2 separate regions of the Ovis aries genome follow, and region 2 is linked to region 1. A link is a contact called in public Hi-C data. All regions are on one chromosome and are shown on one strand. The core of a region is the stretch at or near the end of the contact, and the rest is flanking DNA. Distances in the headings are between cores, read along the strand shown. Region 1 has its middle 55 kb from the start of H3F3A. Region 2 holds the start of ACBD3 (acyl-CoA binding domain containing 3).

Region 1 (2,740 bases), core at 166-2,665:
CTCAGTAGCTCCTCCCAGATGTTTTTGTTTTTGTTTTTTTTTAATTTTAGTTTTTTATTTTTTAAATTTTAAAGTCTTTAATTCTTACATGCATTCCCAAACATGAACCCCCCTCCCACCTCCCTCCCCATAACATCTCTCTGGGTCATCCCCATGCACCAGCCCCAAGCATGCTGCATCCTGCGTCAGACATAGACTGGCGATTCAATTCACATGATAGTATACATGTTAGAATGTCATTCTCCCAAATCATCCCACCCTCTCCCTCTCCCTCTGAGTCCAAAAGTCCGTTATACACATCTGTGTCTCTTTCCCTGTCTTGCATACAGGGTCGTCATTGCCATCTTCCTAAATTCCATATATATGTGTTAGTATACTGTATTGGTGTTTTTCTTTCTGGCTTACTTCACTCTGTATAATCGGCTCCAGTTTCATCCATCTCATCAGAACTGATTCAAATGAATTCTTTTTAACGGCTGAGTAATACTCCATTGTGTATATGTACCACAGCTTTCTTCTCCCAGATGTTTAGAGTCGAGCATGTGACTGACAGGCTGCCTTTTCGGGGATGTAAGAGGCTTGGTGAGCTCCCACTTGGGCCTTTCCTGGCCTGACAGGGCCTCACCTGGCTGGGCAGGCCGCCCATGGCCACCACTGCTGAGCACTCCTCAGGGAGGAGCTGGAGAGAGGCTTGGGCTGGGGAAACTTTTGCTGGTGATGAATCCTCTGCGTGTACTGCTGTCGAGTGTCACTTTTACAAGCAGTCAGCTCCAGCCCTCAGTGGGGCCGCTTCCGGGGTGCCCTCACCACCCTCTACCAGCCCTCAGACCCTCTTCAACTTCATCCCCGCTGGGCCCATCTTCTCCAACCCAGACAGAGCCCCGAGCCTCTCTCTTCCAGGTGGCTCCTCACTGCCCTCAAAAGCCCCTGGGCTGCCAGGCTCCAAACAGTCCGCTCAGATCTTTCCTCTGCTCAGCTGGACACCTTCACCTGACACTTTAGACATGTATTTACTGAACCTCTGCCGCGTGCCAGGTTCCAGAGCCCGGAGGCAGACAGGCCCTGGTGGTGGGCTCTCTACTCGTCCCCCAGCTGCCTCTGACTCTTCCGGCAGCAACCACTCCCCACCCCGCGCCCGCCGACTTCCTCACCATCTCCCCCTGCTCCCCACGTCCGTCCTGCTTCAGCCTTGCACTGGAAGGCAAGGCCGGAGCCCTGTGCTCGCGGAACGCTCCCCTCCCCGGTCTGGGCTGCAGCCGCCCCTCAAGTAAGAGCCTGTCTTCTCCGGGCAGCACCCAGGAGCTGGGACCAAATCAAATCCTCAGAAGCAGCAGCGGCAACTCCCTCGCCCCGTTCTGACTTCACAGCCCAGGAAGCGGCGCCTCTTGACTGGGCTCTGCAAATAAAGGGCGACTTCTGAAAAGCAGAGGGTGCCGGGGACTTAGGCAGCACCGCCTCCCTCACAGGGACGGGGGCGGCCTTTTCCCCGCCTCTGCGCCTCGGCCCCCCCGGGGGACTGCCGGGGAGGGGTGCGGTTCCCTCGTCCGCCAGAGGCTCACGCTGGCCCCGGAGACCTGGGTTCGGGTCCGGGCGGTGCCGGGTGACTCAGAGCGTCACCTGCCCGCCCGGAGAAGGTGTTCTCGGCGGCAGAGACGGGCGATCACAGCCGCCTGCTCGTCTCACCCGCGAGGGGCGAGGCCCGGGAGGCGGCGGGCACCGGGCCTGGCGAGGCCGCGGGTGCGGAGGGGCGGGGCTCGCGGCGGACAAAGGGCGGCGGGGGGCTGGCGGGGGTCCCTGCGGGGGCTCCTCCTCGCTCACCGCCACCCCCGCCGCCTCCCCGCCCCGGGGCCCCGCGGGCGCGCCCCTCGGCCGGTGGCCCGAGCGGAGCCGCGCGCCGCCGCGACAATAGGCACCATTTCCGCTCGGCGCGGCTCCCCCTGGCTCCTCCCCGCGGGTCCCGAGCGCGAAGGCGTCTCTCCCGTTTTATAGACCAGGTGTTCCTGTCGACTTCATTGATTTTTTTTACAAAAGTTCAGTTCCATCCAAGAGTGCTTCCTCCTCGGAGAAAAGGGGGCGCGCGGGCGCGAGGCCCGGACACCCTCGCGCGCGGGGGGAATCCCAGGCTGCCGTCGCCCCCGCCCGGCGGCGTAGCGGGGGGAACCCGCGCTCCCGCTCCTTGCCCGCGGCGGCCACCAGAGGGCGCCCGGCGCCGGCCCCCTCGGTCCTCCCGCGCCCCTGCCGCCCAGACCTGGCCGAGCGCGCGACCTGGGCTCGGGCAGGGGGTGCCCCCCGGCTGAGGTCCGCGGAGGCGGGCTACCCTGCTTCGGCGCTGGGCGGCGGGGACCTTCTGCCTGCAGAGCAGCCGGCCTGGGCTGGCGGGGAGGGATCGGGGAGGGGGGTGTGTGCCTTGGGAGACAATCGCGCGGACCCTGTCCCGGCCCGAACCTCCGGAGGCCACCAGTCAGAGAACCGAGCCTGGTCGCTGTGTGACCTCGGGACAGGTATTGACCGTCCTGGGGGTCTCGGTTTTCGGCCTGAGGACGGAGAATGAGCACTGCCCCTCAGCCTGCGGGGCGCGATCCCGAGGCGCCCCAAGCTCACCCGTGGAGGCCCGGCGGTGGAGGTGGGCTTTCCCAGCGCGGCACGAAATGGTACCAACTGCCTCCTTATGTATTTATTGAAATAAAACGTGGGTGAGGATGGGAGCCAGATCCTCTCATTTCCAGGTGCAGCAAGCCCA
Region 2 (2,740 bases), core at 113-2,612, 64 kb before region 1:
GACTGCATTATTAGTCTCCTTATACTGTTTTCCTTTGTTTCAGCATCTCTCACTTCTCAGATTAAACTTACTCTTTGACTAGTTTTCCACAGACAATAACAGGCAGGCATATTGCCCTGCTCCACTGCAGCTGTACTACAGTAAGTCTATGTGAAGTCACGTTTTATTCATCTTGATTAATGAGACCCTGTCTTAACATAGATAAATCTTGCCCTGAAGAGTACTAGAGATCCAAGAAAAACTAAGCAATAAATTGCCATTGAAACAGCCAAACAGTCCTGAAATATTATAGCTCATACGAGAGAAGCTTCATACATGTTTTCCCAAATTTGACAATAATCCTAAAAAAGTGGTAAGTGAAGCTAAAATTTATAAACAATAACAAATTGTGATCAACATGTTAAAAAGATAATACTGATTTTTCTATTCATAGAAAACATTAAAAAATAACTGTCATAGGAAAGTGATCAAAAGTATACAAAAACGGGGGGGGGGGAATGACCGTAAATGGTGCCCCAACAGTCTAGAGACAGAGACAAATAAATATATATAGTTGTCAAGAGCATTATTAATCTTAAAAAAAATTACGTTTCTGGATTTTTTGACACTCTAGAAGTGCGTCAGGCAGTTACTAAAATTTTTACAGTTTATCTGTGTGACGTTTGTGAATTTTGCTAACCTTTCAAATGTCATTTGTAAATTCTTTCTCATTTTATATATTCACTTCCCTAACTCTCTGCTTCTAACTTTTTGCTTTTTAACTAAATAGGGACCCCACAAATTGTATGCGCTTCAGTTCCCGCAAAACCAGGATGTGCTCTTCTACGAGTCTCAGAAACCGCGGGATTTCTCTGCAGCCTCAGTTTCTTTCTCAGGAAAAAAAAAAAAAAGTCATTTGCTCGGCATCTCCTTAAGAGTTACCAACAGTTACTCCAACCACACAACTCTCTACACCTGGGGAGGGCCTGACCAGAAGGGTAGGGCGCCCGCCAGGAGTCACCCTCTCCGCACAGACTGTACGCGGGTCCCGCCCGACCCCGCCCCTGCCGGACACCGAGAATTGCAGGAAAAAACTGCAGGGCCAGGGCCGCTGGGCGTAGCACGCCCTCCGGGAGGAACGAGGGCCGGAAGGGAACAGGGTGAGGGTGGGGGTGGGGCGTTCGAAAGCCGCCGGGGTGGTGGGCGGGGCGGGTGGTGGAGGGGCGCAGCCCACCGACGACCCCCGGGGTGGGGGCGGGGCACCAGGCCGCAGCCCCTCTCCAGGAACTCTAGCGCCTACTCAGCGGCGGAAGTTCCGGTGTTGGTGAGCGGAGGTCAGAGGTCAGCAGGAAGTCGATACGTGGCCGCCGCCTGTCCCCGCCGAGGAGGCGCAGCAGGCGGAGATGGCGGCGGTGTTAAGCGCAGAGCGACTCGAGGTCTCTGTCGACGGCCTCACGCTAAGCCCGGACCCGGAGGAACGACCCGGCGCAGAGGGCGCCCCGCTGCTGCCGCCGCCGCTGCCGCCGCCCTCGCCTCCAGGGTCCGTCAGGGGCCCGGGCACCGCAGGGGAGCAGCCGGAGCCTGGGGAGGCGGTGGCTGGGGGCGCGGCGGAGGAGGCGCGGCGGCTGGAGCAGCGGTGGGGCTTCGGCCTGGAGGAGCTATACGGCCTGGCGCTGCGCTTCTTCAAAGGTGAGCCTGACAGGCCCCACCCCCGCCGCCTCTGCCGGGCCTTCCTTGGGGAGACTGGACCCGAGTAGCCCTGACCCACCCGTGCGGGACCGTGGCGACTGGAGCTGGGCTCTGTCCTTGGGGGTACTCGAAGTTTGTCACTATCCGCTTGGTCACTAGGTCACACCCCTAGGGGCCTGGAACCTTGGTTTAGCTTTCCGGGTCCGGCCTCCCGGAGGTTACCAGGCATCTTACCTAGATTTAGCTTCTCGGTTTTCCAGGATCCTGGATGGAAGAATGAGTTCTCTTTCCCAGAGGTTCCCAATCTGGGATTTTTTGTTTTTTAACCGTCGCATTCTTTTTCTTGTTTCTTGTGATTGGCACTTAAGAACCACCGATTTTTGCCCTTCTATAGTGAAAGAAATTTTTTCATGGGTTCCATTCTTAACGCTTTCCATTCATTCTGGGGATCCGTAAACTCGAATAGGGCTTAATCACCTGATAGTATTGATATGGCAGAGAGAAAGAAGTTAAGTATCAAGCTAATCCCTTCTAGCTTGTCAAACTCTAAATAAGAGAAGGGATAGCTGCTGTGTTCTAGCGACTTCTAGATGGTTAAAATTTTTCCAGTGTCCAAGAGTGGATTCTCAGATAAAGGCCTAAAAGTAGCCTCTGTATTTCTCACAGAATTAGTTGTAGTAAATCTTGTCATAGAGCAAAATTGTGGTCTTGGATTTTTTTTTTTTTTTAATTAGGTGATTCACTTAGTCAAATGGTGAGTCACATGACCTTGTCAATGGGAAAAACTGATGAGCTATTTAGATCTCGTGGGGCAGACGAACAGAGAGACATCGCAAATGAAACTTTAAAAGTGGTTACTAGGTTCTGTATACATTCCAAAACAGCATATTTATGACCTTTCCCCAGAGGGAGTATCTTTTGGAGTACATATTTTACTAGCTGAAGTTGAGTCGTTGAAACTACTGATACATTCAAAAGTTACTTGTTTTCTCTGAAAATAATTGTGCAAACTGATGATAGCCTTTCTTGTATAAATTTTACAGAAAATTTAGTCATTCTCCATTCATTGCAC

The links. A called contact is a pair of places that touch in the nucleus more often than the background predicts.
Region 2: a contact with region 1 is called in a Hi-C map of tail adipose tissue, with 5 times the contacts expected there. The contact joins the promoter of ACBD3 here to the enhancer-like site in region 1. A contact is called at or near these places in 12 of 16 Hi-C or Micro-C datasets (blood, hypothalamus, liver and 6 more).

Annotation. Positions count from the first base shown.
Region 1 is chr12:28,421,321-28,424,060 of ARS-UI_Ramb_v3.0, reverse strand. No RefSeq gene overlaps it. Among named protein-coding and RNA genes, the nearest start is that of H3F3A, 55 kb to the right of the region's middle. Within about 2 kb of position 1,415, at least 39 of the 54 cell types and tissues checked have an H3K27ac peak or open chromatin away from gene starts, as enhancers often do. A contact at or near this core is called in hypothalamus, liver, muscle and 1 more, where this site is marked.
Region 2 is chr12:28,484,950-28,487,689 of ARS-UI_Ramb_v3.0, reverse strand. It overlaps ACBD3 (acyl-CoA binding domain containing 3), which reads left to right and starts at 1,362. Exons shown (of 8, transcript XM_012187925.5): 1 at 1,362-1,668. The coding sequence starts at 1,383.